Linked DNA regions of Zea mays: region 2 is linked to region 1. The links are chromatin contacts, called in public Hi-C maps. All regions are on one chromosome and are shown on one strand. Each heading gives the region's core, a stretch centred on a gene start, on an enhancer-like site or on the middle of the called end of the contact. The rest is flanking DNA. Distances are from core to core; before and after follow the strand shown.

Region 1 (7,534 bases), core at 2,043-4,542:
TATATATATATATATATATATATATATATATATATATATATATATATATATATATATATATATATATATATATATATATATATATATATATATATATATATATATATATCAAGTCCTACTATTTTATAAAAAAACATTTAGATCATGATTCATTACCATCTCTACCTTCAATCGGCGCGAGTTCGAATCTCTCGGAGTCTCAGTCCGGGCGTCGTTTCACTTTTCTTCTCTCTCGTTTTTTCCTGTTTTCTCTCTCTACATTCAGCGGGGGCTTACCGATGGCGTCAACTTGTCCATGTGGAGCAGTGGTCTGCACAGCGCGCAGGAATATAATCAAAACATGCCGGACCTAATTAGCACGCGGTCATGCATATCTTTCTCATTGATCAGACAAGCACTTTATGTCTTTATTAGAAGTTAACCAAGCTCGTGTCTGCTCTCACCTCCACGAGGAGCAGAAGGACGAAAAGCCAGAGCGAGAAGAGCAGCCTGTTTGCTCGTCGACCAAGTTCAGCGGGCTCCGAAGTTTATTCCTTCATGCATGTATATGTATGTATGATCTCTCCGTGCCAATCTAGGGGATAAGGTCTCTCTTTGTTTTGCTGTTTTTCTCTCTCTCTGCGCAAAGAAGCATTACGAACAAACCAATCTAGAGGAGAAAAGGTCGTAATAACCACTTCCTCCGTTTCGTTTTAGTTATCGCTGGATAGTGCAAAATTGAACTATTCAGCGACAACTAAAAATAAACGGAGGAAGTATTAGTTTTTGTTGATGCGTTTTTTTATCTAAACCCCTAAATAAAGTACCAGTTAAATTAATCTAGATCACCCAACAAATAACCCACATACCCCCACACTCAGATGTGTTTTCACGCATCCCATTTTATACACACAGAAAATCCTCATCCATCACATTAAACCAGATCTCTTTTCCCTTATTCTTTATCTCACTCACATCTAACGACCAAGGACGTCTAGATCATCCCACCCTCACATACGACCCCATACACGCCCTCACGGCCCCACGATGCTCTCTCGGTCTCTCCCCTGCGTTGTCTTTCTCTTGCTTTGTTAAATGCCGCCGATCCAGAAGGATGGACCAAGGCGGCGGCCGGCTCTCCACAGAGGATGTGTGAGGATGACGGCATGCATGGCGAGCATTATACTGGTACAAATAAAAAGACACGCATTATATTCAAGTATTATGTCATGGCAAGCAGCTTGTGTGTATGTCTTGGAATTGGTCTGTGTAGACGCATGTTATTAATTCTTTTGTTACTACGGATCATGAACACGAACGGGATAGTAAAATAACTAGGACTCCTATAAAACCGGGCAAAGACTCTTATGCTTGAGAGTGAGTGGAGCAATAGACGGAGACAAAGAGAGTGACGGGTGATTTAAAGGAGAGAATTTCATCCTTCTTAGAGGGCTTGTTTGTTTCGGATTCTAGCCGGATTCTGGCACTCAGAATCGGTTCTTGACCGCCAAACGCTTCACTTCTCAGACTGATTCGGTGAGAATCGCTTCTATGAAAATCACCTAAATCGCTAAATCAACGTGAATACAGAATTTGCCGAGTCGGCGCGATAAGAGGAACATGTTGCTTTTTCTTTCTAAAACCCTACGGATCTTTCACCTTACTCTTGTTGAATAATTAGACAAATTCCGGATTAAATTCTGAATATAAATCATGACCAAATCAGAAGAACTGAAGTAAAAAGTCAAATCAGATGATGCGTACTAATTAGACATACTGATAGATGGCGCGCGCCGGAATCAGCAGGGTCGACGACGTCAGAAGATCACGAGCAGTCGCATGAAGACGCTTCCCAAAAACCTTATTCGCCCTCTCCCGGTGCAGGATCTAGAAGACGAAGGGTTCCGGAGACCTGCTCTCCTGATCGCAGATGCACGTCTGCGGTCGGGATGAAGGGAACTGGAAGGCGGCTCAGATATGAAGAGAGACGAAAGCGAAACTGGGATGAATTGGATGCTGGCTGTCAGGCGCTATTTATAGTGCCGAATCCGCAACCAGATAGCTACCTTTGATCTTATCCGCCCGCGAAAATCTCGCGTTCAGTTTAGATTTTATAGCGATCGGTTAGGATTCTAAACTTAACAGCCAAGTAACCAAAAATTCAAACGGCAAAAGGAAACTGCGCCCCCGCAAGGCGAGGGGCCGGATTTCAGCGGACCATGATTTCGGCGGACCATTCACGCGCATGTCGTGCGCCCTTTGCCCCCGCCCTGGGCCGGCCAGGCGAGCGAGCGCGCACACGTGTGTGGCTCTCCACACTCTCTCCTCTCATCCATGACTTGGTGAGTGAGTGTGGCTTCCATATTTAAGCTAGCTCTACTCTACTAGAACTAGCAATATGGTGCTATTAGTTCCATCTATTCCCTAGCCATACTTATATGGGCTTTTGAGATTTTCCTGTGATTTATTTGATTTTCTCAAGTTGGGCCTAACCCATAAATCTTAACAACTCTGCATACAAGGCTCGCGAATTTAGATTCTCGTGACACCTAGATTATTCAGAAATTCAGATTCTCAAAAAAAAAGTTGTTTAGAAAAAATATACCAAACAGGCGCATAGATATGTAGCTCAAGCTTAGGAATGAAAAGAAGCTAGGTTACCTGTCCATGTGAAATTTGAAAAACCGATTGCCAAACAAAACATATTTGACTAACAAAAAATCCTACTGTGGCCGCAATTGGTGATGATCAGATGAAGTGCACAAATTGCAACAGGAGTGCTGTGTGTGGTGGTATACCTCCGTGACCACAAAATCCAAGAATGATTACATTACACAGACAGAGCTAACCTTTTTATATATATTGTACTACTATTTATTCTTTGAGCACGTGCTTTATTTTCCCTAGCCATGCATGTTGCTTTCAAGGCCACTAGCTAGCTAGTTGAAGTTTTATATTCAACACTCCAATGATGATCGCAAAGCCACAATGTCTCTCCCTTATCCTTTGATTTATAAAAGGGGGTAAAATACGGTATTATTATTACTAGACATCTCAGCTCTCTGGACCATCACGTGTACAATTGCGACCGCTATATATCAACAAATATATGCCATGAGTGTGCAAGTGTAAGTTGTGCACACAATATACAGGGCGGTTTTGTCTTAAGCCAGCAGCTCCCCGGCCGATGGCAATAAGCTGCTTCAACGGCGGCGCCGGCTGGCCGGAGCCCGTGGTGCGCGTCCAGGCTGTGTCTGACACGTGCGGCGACACGATCCCCGAGCGGTATGTGAAGCCCCTGTCGGAGCGGCCCCGGCTCTCACCGGCCTCCGATGGCAGCGGCCCGAATATCCCAGTCGTAGACCTGTCAATGCTAGACGTGGACGCGACATCCAGCGCCGTGGCGGCGGCGTGCCGGGAGTGGGGCTTTTTCCAGGCAGTGAACCACGGCGTCCGCCCGGAGCTGCTGCGCGGCGCGCGCGCGGCGTGGCGTGGCTTCTTCCGGCAGCCCGCGGAGGTGCGCGAGCGTTACGCGAACTCGCCGGCGACGTACGAGGGCTACGGCAGCCGCCTCGGCACCGCCAAGGGCGGCCCGCTGGACTGGGGCGACTACTACTTCCTCCATCTGCTGCCGGCTTCCCTCAAGAGCCACGAGAAGTGGCCTTCCCTGCCTTCCTCCCTACGGTAAAAAAAAAAAAACAGACACTGCACTGCATGCTTGCGCTCTATACTTGTATCGTCGACCAAGCTAGCACCGTTCCGTTCGGGCCCTAGTTCGTTGATCTCATTATGCATGCATGCTTGCACGGGACGTGCATGGTCGTCGTTGCAGGGGGGCAACGGAGGAGTACGGCGAGGAAGTGTTGCAGCTGTGCCGGAGGGTGATGCGGCTGCTCTCCAGCGGGCTGGGGCTGGAAGCCGGGAGACTGCAGGCGGCGTTCGGCGGAGAGGGCGGCGAAGGGGCGTGCTTGCGGGTCAACTTCTACCCGCAGTGCCCGCAGCCAGAGCTGACGCTGGGCGTAGCGGGGCACTCCGACCCCGGCGGCATGACCATGCTGCTGGTGGACGACCACGTCAAGGGCCTGCAGGTAAGGAGCCCCGACGGCCAGTGGATCGTCGTCGAACCCGTCCCCGACGCCTTCATCGTCAACGTCGGCGACCAGATCCAGGTACGCAATAATCATAATGGTCGGTCTTACATATGTGCACGTGGTATATACGTAAAAGAAAAAATCATGTCTCTTGGGGCAAAAAGAAAATAATAGACTGAATAGCGGTTATTATATTTCATAATAGAGAGAGACGATTGGCTAGTGTAATAACGACGTCGCATCGCATGTGCACCAATCTTATTAAGCCGCAAAGATATCCAGAAATTAAAAAAAACTAAACAACCAAAAGAAACACACTATATGACGAACGTAAAGACGGCGACACGTGTTCCCAGGACCAGCACGGCGGCATCAAGAAAAGAAGCGCTTCAAAACTGAGGCAGAGCGTCCCCGGATCTGATTGATCATATGTCAGGACTCAAGATTTGCGACAAAAGCATGGACCGATATGTACATATGTTGGACCATTTTTGTTTGGACATAAGCCATCCAACACATGTCCTTACCCACCAGGTACTAGTAGAATTTTCTTATGCCTTGTATCAAACTTCTAAAAATAATAGTTAGCAGTTAAAATTGGCTGAGAGATTTAGAATGAGTCAGCTAATTAATTGTTAGCTATACCTCTCAAATAGTTATTAGTTCTTAGCTATTTCAACCTACCTATATAATAACTTATTAACTAACTAGCAATTAGCTTTAGAGATTTAGAACAGAGCCTTAACATGCCAAAAATATTGCCCATACACAAAAAAAGAGGGATCTTGTGTCTGTTACGTGTGTCACAGATATAATGGCCAAGGGGAAATCAGCAGGTTATACTCCTAGTTAATGGATTTTATGTATGTTATGTGCACAGTTATAAAGATTGATTTATAGGGTGTTTGGTTTCACCCAACTAAGACTTCCTTTAGAATGTAGGAATTTCACACGAATTATACTGAAATTTATAGAAAGTAGTTTATTTTCACCGAAAAGACACAAGGAACACGAGAAAAAAATTCGTACAATCCAAATCCAAAGGAGGCCTAAAATTTAGTCCCGGTCGCATCAAAAATTTGAGTAAAATTATAGGTATTAAATATATTCTAATTGTAAAACTACTTATATAGATAAAGACTAAGGGCATGTACAATCCAATTAAATGAGGTGTCTCTTATGGGATTTTTAGGGGGCCAAGTGAAAAAAAATCAAGATACAGCCTATTCGCGAAGAGCTCATCTCTACATGACTCTCTATACATAATTGTGACTTGACTACATTAATGATTTAAAGGCTCAGAGTTGTATCATGCAGTCTTTTAACTAACTCTTTTACTTGGAAAACCGAGACGAAGTCCCTCGGTTGTATCATGCTATCCCCCAGGGCCGGTCCTGAGGTTTCATAGACCCGGGGCGAAACAAAAAATTAGAGCCCTCAAAAAATTTTGAATGATAAAAGTCTATAATATATATATATATATATATATATACACTTTCTTCTAAGTACATAAGCAAAATTTTTGAATGATAAAAATCTATAATATATCAAAACAACTTCGAATCTTTCTACATATTATCTCAAAAAATTCTTTTAATGTTTCTTGATGCGAAGTCATTGATAATATTGTTGCTACCAACCTCGTCTAATAATTTTTCTCAATGTATAAAGTAGCCAATCCGTTGAGGCGATCTTGAGACATTGTTGACCTTAATAGTTCTTCAACAATTTTAACTTTAAAAAGCTTCTCTAAGCCGATGCCACAGTCACAAGCACAGTAAATAATATCCAATGAACGATTGAAATATTTGGATACAGATCTATTTGCCGAACATACTCAAAAAATCTAAGATTATATATACATGTATATTACTTGGGGCCCTTCCAAAATCGGAGGCCCGGTGCGGCGGCTCCACTTGCCCCCCTCTAGGATCGGCCCTGCTATCCCCTGACTGTCTCTTGTATTTGAAAAACCGAGCCAGAATCTCTAGGTTGTATATGCCTAAAAAACAAGACAAATTTACTAAATCTAATTAAGTCTATATTTAATATTTATAATTGATATTTAAACATTTAATATGACATGAACTAAACTTTAGTCAGGTGAACCAAAGACTCCCTTAGACCCTATCAAGCAGTTTATTTATGTAGTCATCTAAAACACTAATTTATACTGTATACTACACTATTCTAAGCAGCGTGGAGTTTGGATACGGCCACGACGATGATTTAACTAGCCTTAGAGCAACTCCAGTAGTTCTCTAAAAAATAGCTTGCTACAATCATGTTTAGCAAGTTGCTAAATAGCTATTAGAAGTAAAAAATAACTTAGTCTCCAATAGTTGCTCATATTTAGGAAGTAGTTCGATTTTGAATCTAGCTTTAGCGGCCCTGTCTCTATGAGATCTGCCTGATAATAAGGTTGAGAGCAGAGGATATGAGGGCGGAAGAAAAAAGGTCGGTCGATATGAATTATGGATGAGTGGTGGTCCGGTGACGCAACCTATGAGAAAGTTAGGTTCGACGGTGAAGGAGAAACTTGCGTCATACGTGTTTGACCTAGCTACCTCATTATGCTAGAAAATGAAAAAAGAGTGTGTTATAACTGGCTATCTCACTGTATGGGAAAGGTAAAAATAATCACGCTAGTGTGAAGAAATTGACGTCAACTGTATTTAGAGAGTTCCTACTGAGTTGCTAAATGTGGAGAGTAAATAGAGTTGAATAGCAACTAAGTAAATTTAGCAAGTCTATTTAGAGAACCATTGGAGAAGCATTTTTCTGTTCACTTCTTAAATTTAAAATTTAGAGAGTTATTTAGAGAACTATTGGAGTTGCTCTTAGCTATTAGTGTGCGCGCACTCTGCACAGCACAGCCGTGCACAAGTGGGGCCGTGGGGGTATAATAAAGGTGAGAGTGGAGTTGGACACCTGCTTGGTATTTTTGTCTCCTAGCATGACCTAGGTCTGTCTGCCTGCCCGTCTGTGTGCACTGCCCAGAGAGACGTACCGTATCTTTGCAGCTTTGCGAGACTGGACGTGCATGTCTCCTTGGATTTGTATTGATGTGCCGTTGCCATCACAGATCAAAGCAGCACATCTGCGCGATAGGCCCTGCAGAACCATTCGCTTCCAAAAGTACGCGTCCGTGCACGTGGGACGACCATCAGCGCCTCGTTTCGTCTGCTCGATCCATCTCAAGGTCGAACAGGATAACCATCCGAATTATTTTGCCTTTGGCTGACCATTCAAACTCGATCTCTTGTCGCTAGCATTCCAGTGGCCAACCAAACACTAGCTATTTTATTTTTTCGTCTATACCCTAGATATATATTAGCATAGTTTTCTCTGACTTTGGCCGACAATATCTTAAGCTATATATTATGTGTGTATATATACTGATAATACGATAGTACCAAAAATTCTTCCTTCAAATACTGTGTTAATATATAACGGCAACGACT
Region 2 (7,598 bases), core at 3,396-5,895, 160 kb after region 1:
ATCATGTAGGCTCTGAAATCTATCTTCTGGAGGACCAAGGCCATTAAAGTACAGGTACTCTTGCTCTGTATATATCCTACGTTTGGGTTACTTAATCGGTGATTGTGTGATCTTGTAGTTATGGTCCAAAATTGTATATGGCACAAAGATGAGTTTGTTAGTTCCTAAGTTCATATAATGTAACAGATCTATTTCTGTTAATTGGAACATTGCAAAAAATGATATTTTAGCTAATGAGGGTGCCAGCCGCCCAAGAGACCAAATCTGCATTGATTTCAAATGTACTTTGATATTCAATCCTTGTGGTCAGTAAAGCATATGTTTCAAAAGCAGGCCTTGTTATTTGCCCGACAATTCTTTTTGGTGAACACGTCCCCTTGATGTGGTGTTGAATGCCTCACTGATTAGATATTGACGTGATCTTGTTTGAATTAAGGAGAATTATTATTGATAGTTCTGAGATGTCTGTTCTGGTTTGATTTAGTACTTATTAACAATTTGGTGTCTATAGCTTTGCTAACTTGTGGGTTTTCTCTTAGGGTTCTTTCAGCAGCAATGGCCTCACTATTTCTTCTAAATTACCAAGATTCTCGGACATGTACACTCTCACGATAGCAAGTGTAGACCCACAGTTTATCGTAGCAAACAAGCCAATCCATTTCACTAAGAGCGTGACAAAGTGGTATGTGTCAAGTGATCTTCAGTTTAGCACACTAAAAATTTTTAGTCTCTAGCAGATGCATCTCTTGTGAAAATTTGAACTATAGTGTATTTAATTGTATTTTAAATATTAAATGTCTACTATCCAAAGTGCAGTCAACTCATACCCCTGTCAACTTTAGGATTTCGTGATTAGATGTTTTATGTATGATGTACCTAAAACCCATATATGGTTTCCATAGCATCTAGCTGAATTAGATGGCTAACTACTAGCCGAGGGTGTTCCAATCCTGAAGCTAATAGATAGTTATGATAAGATAAATGTCCTTACTGCTTGTCTCTTTTTTCTTACTCATATTTCTCGCCAGTAAGAATTGTTGGTATGAATATTTGGGAAATAAAGCATTATAAATACAAATTTCAAATATTATAAATAGCATAGAAAGTCTGTGATGAAGGTGTTGCAAGCGCGACATCCCCATTTGTGGGCATGTGCTTGCACAGAAAAAATGGCGAGCGGTGTTTTCGCTAGCCTCGTGTATCCATGGAGGCGCGCGGACTATGGAGTGAAGTGCGCCCGCGTGCTTGCAGCGGCGGTGGCATGACCATGCACCCGCACATAGAAGAAGCCGGTGACGAAGGCGTTGTAGTTGTTGCCTCCCCATTTGTGGACATGTACTCCACATATTACTTTTCTTTTTTGTAGCTATATACATGTATATCTGTCTTGTTGCAATGCTAAATTTTAGATTTATAAAATAGGGTATGAATCTTATGAGAATGTTTTTCTAATCTCCTGATGTGCATATCTATACTACTCCTTGCTGCCCGCCCTGAAGTCACAGAGCCCTTCTTCTTCGCTCTGCCACCCACACCGTGGCACCTCGCCGAGCTCCGCATCGAAACTGCGTTGTTGCCTTCTCCGTGCTCTGCGTTGAAGACATGCAGCGCAAGCGTCGCTGCCTCATCCCGGCCTCCTCTAGACGCAAGACGACAAGAGGATGCTGCTCGAGCTGTCCCCTTGGATCCCACGCCGAACGCCCTGTCACCTCCGTCGACAACATCAAGCTCCTGTCCCTCCCCCACCTCACTGCAATAGATTCTTCGGTTGTGGAACTTAGGGAGAGTTTTGAGTCGTGGTGGTGTATAAAGCAGTCGTCAAGCACAAGCTCCTCCAAAGTACCATCAGGATCCTACAGTAGAAGAGTTAGCCAAAACACTCGATTGTTGGCCATCAATGAATTATTATATCACGGGTTGTAAATATGTAAGTATGTGTTCATTTCGAATGTATTTATAAAGGACCCTTCTTTGCAATCCTAATGACTGATATTTTGCAGGTTCTTATGCCATGAAAATTCAACGAATGTCACGCCCTTTTCGTAATAGATCATGTTAAAAGCATGTGACTTTTATCGACTTTACACCGACTCAAGATTGGTGTAAACACATGCCATACAAGAGGTTTGCGGAAGCTATTATCATGGCCTCAAAGAAATATAAGATTGCTTACAACAAGAAACGTTCTGGATGGGCGGAGGATATCTTTAAGTGGGAACATACAATTCAGACTGGTGTTCCAATTGACTTAAGAGGGTATTTTCTTCGTACCTTCTCAGCAGTTTAATTTTTTTATGATAATCATTGTATAAAACATAGTTGGCCAAACATTATTCTATAGGTTTAATACCAGCTACCTCGTTCTACAAGTTATGACCATGTGGGGGAATGACAGACGAATGAAATTTGTTGGGGTGAGTGTAGTACGTTCGTTTTATGTTCAAAACATACATTCCAGCTACCTCGTTTTACAATATAATACGTTTTGTTCTCTTATGTCTTTGTCTGTAGAATGCAAATATTCTTCGAAGGAACTTTGTGATTGATCTGTTAAGTTATGAGGACAATTCGTGCCGATATGCCATCCCTGCAAACATACAACAGAGACTTATCGATATCGCTAAAAAGGATTAGCTGATTAGTGTACGGTTGTCGACACATTTGTCTGTAATTAAAAATTCTAAATTATCTTTTTAGAAATAATTTGTGTGATATTGATAATGAAAAACACGGATTTTGCATATTATATAGTGATGTTTGTCGTTCCGTATCAATGTTTCATACAAATCTTTTATTTCCGTCGCAACGTATAGACACATACTTATAACAATATAACACACATATGTACATAATTATCGTGTTATTATACGGTTCCGTTGTAACGCACAGACACTCACCTAGTAGTCTAAGAGGACTCAACCTCGAAATCACTTCCTCATAAGTATTGGCCTCAACCAATAACCATATGAGCTCCGCGAAGTTGTTGTATAAATGCACACTATGATCTATTTAATACGGATAGAACAAAAAATATCTACTCTAATTAATCATGTATTGCTACGTGGAGTTATGTCAAAAACAATGATAAAATTGGACTTGGAGTAGTCACCAATCATAAAAGGTTGAAACTTTTATCTAAGATTGTCCGCATCGGTTCCTTCTAAATTTATTCCTCTATACCTATATTTACGTCACGCCAAAATTTTACCCCGATTACTATAAATTATTTCCCTACACTCCACTACAGCTATAAAATATCATTTCTTTTACCTACTTATTATTTATTATTATTTTTCTTCAACTAACAATTACTTATAGGCATAAAACACGAGATCGACATGATGTTTAGCGCTCACCACATAGAACGAGGGAGAGAAAAATACCGCCGTGTAGGGCGTCCGGTGTGGCCTTCACGGTGCTCCTATTGTCGGCATGCAGGAGAGAGGGAGACAGGAGGACCATGCGCTAACTTGTTCGTTTAATTTTAATTCATACCAACTTCTACTATTTATAAAATATTTTATCTTTATAAATTATAGTTGTGGCAGTCTTAACAACTGAAACGAACTGTCAGTAACCTAAATCCTAAATGAATGCACATGCACAAACGTCCCAATGGTTCTCTCTCCTCATGCTCGAAACGTACAAAGCAACGCGAATGAGGACGATCTTGACATTTGCGGGCAATATTTTATTTCCTCTATCTCTCTCCAATTTGGATTTTTCGGGTCATCTGATCCTTCATGCAAAAGTTGCCAACGCTGAAAGGCTGAAGCCGTGCAGCAAGCACAAGCAGCGCTAGGACGGTATACACGCACAACACAAGTAGTGCGTTCCCAAAAAGTACTAGTTTATATAAACATTTCCATTTTATATAATAAATAAAAGAGACAAAAGAACACAGATTCCACGCATGTCGAACAGGAGAAGTTGTATTTTGAAATATATGATTTTAACACTAAAAAGCTACTTCTGCAAAGGTTTTATTTCACAAAAAATTATAACTAATTATATTACTCGGCTTCTCATATTCTAAGAGGGTGTTTAGTATAACTCTACCCCACCTTTGAGAAATTCTACTCCAAAATTCTAGATGGAGCAGCTCTGCTTCAGAATTTAGGTTGATTTCTCATAAGCAGTGATGTATAAATAACTCCAAACTCTATATCTAGGTTGCTTTTTTTTAGAGTTTTCGAAGCACTAAAAGAGATACTCCAAAAATTGTACAACAGCTTTGAAAACTCTATAAAGTTTACAAATATAGAGTTAGGTTGTTTGGCAGGCTCTGGTCAGCTCCGTAATATAGTTTTGCTCTAGAGCGATATTAGAGGACCTTATATGCTAGAGCTCTATTCTTGTTTTATACGGTATTTATAACCTTTTATTTTCTAAATGACGTGATCTATTTCTTAATAATATAATATGACTCAAAGGTTGTAGCTATAAATGTTTTTTATGGTCCCAAATATTGTAAATGATGTATTATTTTAATTTTTATAACTAGCACTTTTTATTAAAGATGCTTCACCCACCGTTTAAAACGAAGGAAACAACTCAAATTTGGGCGAATCAAATCCAAGATAATAAAATCGCACGACTTTACGCAGTCCATAACTAGCGCGCATAACAAACGCCACCGCCTCCCACAGCACGAAACCTTCTCTCCTCTTCTCGTTCTCCCCCTCTATAGTCCTCCGCCGCCTCCATTGCCTTCTCTTGGGCTCCTCCCCGTATCCCGGGACTACTAGTCCAACCTCCCAATTCTGCGGCACTCACCATTCGACAAGCACTGAACCCTACCCCACCCACCAGTCCCCGCAGCCGCGCTCCGCAATGGCGAGCGGGGCGGCTAGAAAGCGCCGCCGCAAGTCGTCGCCCCCTGCCGCCGCCGCGGCTGCACGGGACGGGAGGAAGCTCCTCGTCGGCGAAGTCGTCGAGGTGAGCGCCATCCGCGCCGTCGTTTGCGATGAGGTCCACCGCATTGCGGCTAAGGGCGATGGTCCGCGGGTGATGGGCAGGGTGCCTGGGTTTTCGATTTTATTGCGTTTCCAATGCTTGAGGTCACCGCCCATGATCAGGGTCGTGACCAGGCGATTCTCGGTTAACCTTGATACCGAGCATCGGCCGCTCCGCTGCCGGGGATGATCGCGAGGGCATCCAGGTGGTTATTGGTTAGGAATAACATGCTTTTGTTAATCTGCGGCGAAGTGGGTGCTTAATTACGTATTTCCATGTATTTTTTAGTTGCTCTGCGGAGTTTATATTGGGTGGTTGGTGACTTGGAGCGACCTTAACTCCCCTATGCGGAAATGCGACAATATTAGTAGAAGGTTCTGCCACATAGATGGCTATCAAGCCGCAACAGCGATGCGGCAGTGAGCCTTCTTTATTCACGTGCAGATAGTTCAGAATCTTGGCTTCTCGCTTCATCCCTCAGTGAGTTCGGGTAGTATTATTATTGACATCTAAGCAAGGTGGCTAATTTGTAATAGGTATATTTCTTTGGATTTGTGGCTGATGCCAGTTACCTCTGTGGGCTGGCAATTGATGCCTGCCAATTGGGCACCCTTGTATTAGTTAGGTAGGAATTACTTAATTGATATATCACTTTTTATTCTTTTGCGATCCAATTTGATGCATGTACCGATTGAATTTGACCTGTCTGTTAATGAAATAGTAACGTTTTACTATCCCGTTTAACACACCCCTTGTGTAATTGTGTTTCCTTCAGGATTCCAATGTGTTCATTGTTTTTATGATGATTATGGGATATGCTAACCCCTAGTTTTCTTTTTGCACTGTCACTATGTGTGCCCTCAAACTGTGGATGGAATTGCCCGAGATATTCATTGAGGTCTTTCTATTCTGTAGGTGCTGAGTTGTGATCAAGGACTACGTGGCTCCTGGCATAAGGCTATTGTTATTGGTATTCTGGAAAATGCTCGCGCAGTCAGATATACTGATTTCATTGATGAAAATGGGTCACCTCTTGTTGAGAATGTTCAAGTGTCAGATGCCATTGATGGTAAGTCAAGTATGCCTGAGGAACTCATTCGTGGCAACATTAGGCCAATGTGTCCACATCAAGCACTGCAGGTGTCTCATGCAAGCTATGGACTTTGTGTTGACGCACTCATAGAAAGTTCCTACTGGGAAGGTGTTATTGCTGATCATGCTGAAGGCTCTATGGAAAGGAAAGTCCTTTTCCCTGATGAAGGTGATGAATGCATTATAGAAGTTGATCAGCTACGTCTTACTCAAGACTGGGATGAAGCTACAGGGGAATGGAAACCACGTGGAATCTGGTCATTTCTGCAGATACTTTTGTCACATGAAGAGAGAGATGGTTTACCTGTGTCAATCAGGCAGATATGGTTTGACTTAAGATCCAAACCTTCTTTTAAGACTGATGCCAAAATGTGGATGTGTGGAACAGAAGATTTTTGGGAGAGATCACTTGCAGATGTCATTGCTGAATTGTGGTCTCTATGTGACAAGCCTACCCTAGATGGATATCAAGTGGAAGCAGTTCAGAAGGATACAGTTGAGACCACTGTCTTGGATAGGCTGGATCCATTCCAAGCATTATCAGAATACATCTCATGCTATCGGAATAATAGGAAAAATGCTCTTATCAAAAAAGAGTGGGCAAAGCAACACCTTAAATCTTCAGGATGGACCTTTCTGGATGACAGACCTAAGAACAAGTTTTACATCTCACCTGATGGTAAGCGGTTTCCATCTTTTCTAGGAGCATGCCAGGCGTGTTTGGCTGCAAAAGAAGCAAATGGTTACCAATATGATCATACAGAAAATTTGCATCTAGACAGTATGAGTCTGGTGCACAAGAATGCATGCTACAACCAGACACACATGGATCTTGCCTTGGTAAAGAACAAGTCCAATGATAAATGGATCACGAGCCCATCAAGATCTTGGGAATTGGTTCAACTGGATGCTGAATTTTCCCCACAGATAGTTTCCCTTCTTGCTAGTTATCAAGATGGCACAACTGTCCTTCAGAGGACAATTGATAGAACTCTGAGTGTGAAGCTGAAGAAGCATCTATTGGCACTGGGTTGGAGTATTAAGTTCAAAAAGGACGAAATTCAAGAAAATGGCCATCATAAACACACTACAAGATACCGGTACGAGTCACCTTATGGGAAGACTTATGTTTCTATCATTCAGGTAATATGCAGTTTGATAGTTGGAGGCGTTAAACAAGATGACAGGCCCAGCTATCGGACAGCAGCAAAAGGTGCTCATTTGACAGTGTCAACTGGCCTGGCAAGGCTCAATAAACGTAAACGAAGGGATAAAACTGATGCTCTTGAAAAATACATAGACTATATGAAAACTGATAAGCAAAATTCCAGGAGGAGGAAACTGTTGAGATCAAATGCTCAGAAGTTTCTCAAATCTGCTGGGTGGAATTTTTGGTTAAAGAAAAAGTCTAGAAACAAATTGGAGTTGAGGTATGGTGCTCCACATGGCAAGTCTTACAGCTCTTTAGTGGCAGCATGTAAAGGTTACTTGGAAAATGGATATCAGGAGGACAGTGATGCAGACATTAAAATCGCCAACCATGGTTCTGC

What was found. Hi-C and Micro-C count contacts between places; a contact is called where the count stands out from the background.
Region 2: a contact with region 1 is called in a Hi-C map of tassel, with 1.8 times the contacts expected there. The contact joins the promoter of LOC100384354 here to the promoter of LOC100273620 in region 1. A contact is called at or near these places in 3 of 25 Hi-C or Micro-C datasets (bundle sheath, ear and tassel).

Annotation. Positions count from the first base shown.
Region 1 is chr1:44,726,594-44,734,127 of Zm-B73-REFERENCE-NAM-5.0, forward strand. It overlaps LOC100273620 (jasmonate-regulated gene 21), which reads left to right and starts at 3,293. Exons shown (of 3, transcript NM_001148036.1): 1 at 3,293-3,663; 2 at 3,812-4,148. The coding sequence starts at 3,350.
Region 2 is chr1:44,888,654-44,896,251 of Zm-B73-REFERENCE-NAM-5.0, forward strand. It overlaps LOC100384354, which reads left to right and starts at 4,646. Exons shown (of 10, transcript NM_001353417.1): 1 at 4,646-4,938; 2 at 5,872-7,598. The coding sequence starts at 4,834. It overlaps LOC100303814, which reads left to right. Exons shown (of 6, transcript NR_158632.1): 1 at 1-54; 2 at 540-682; 3 at 1,500-1,927; 4 at 2,001-2,256; 5 at 2,342-2,414; 6 at 2,512-2,766. It also overlaps the pseudogene LOC100274183.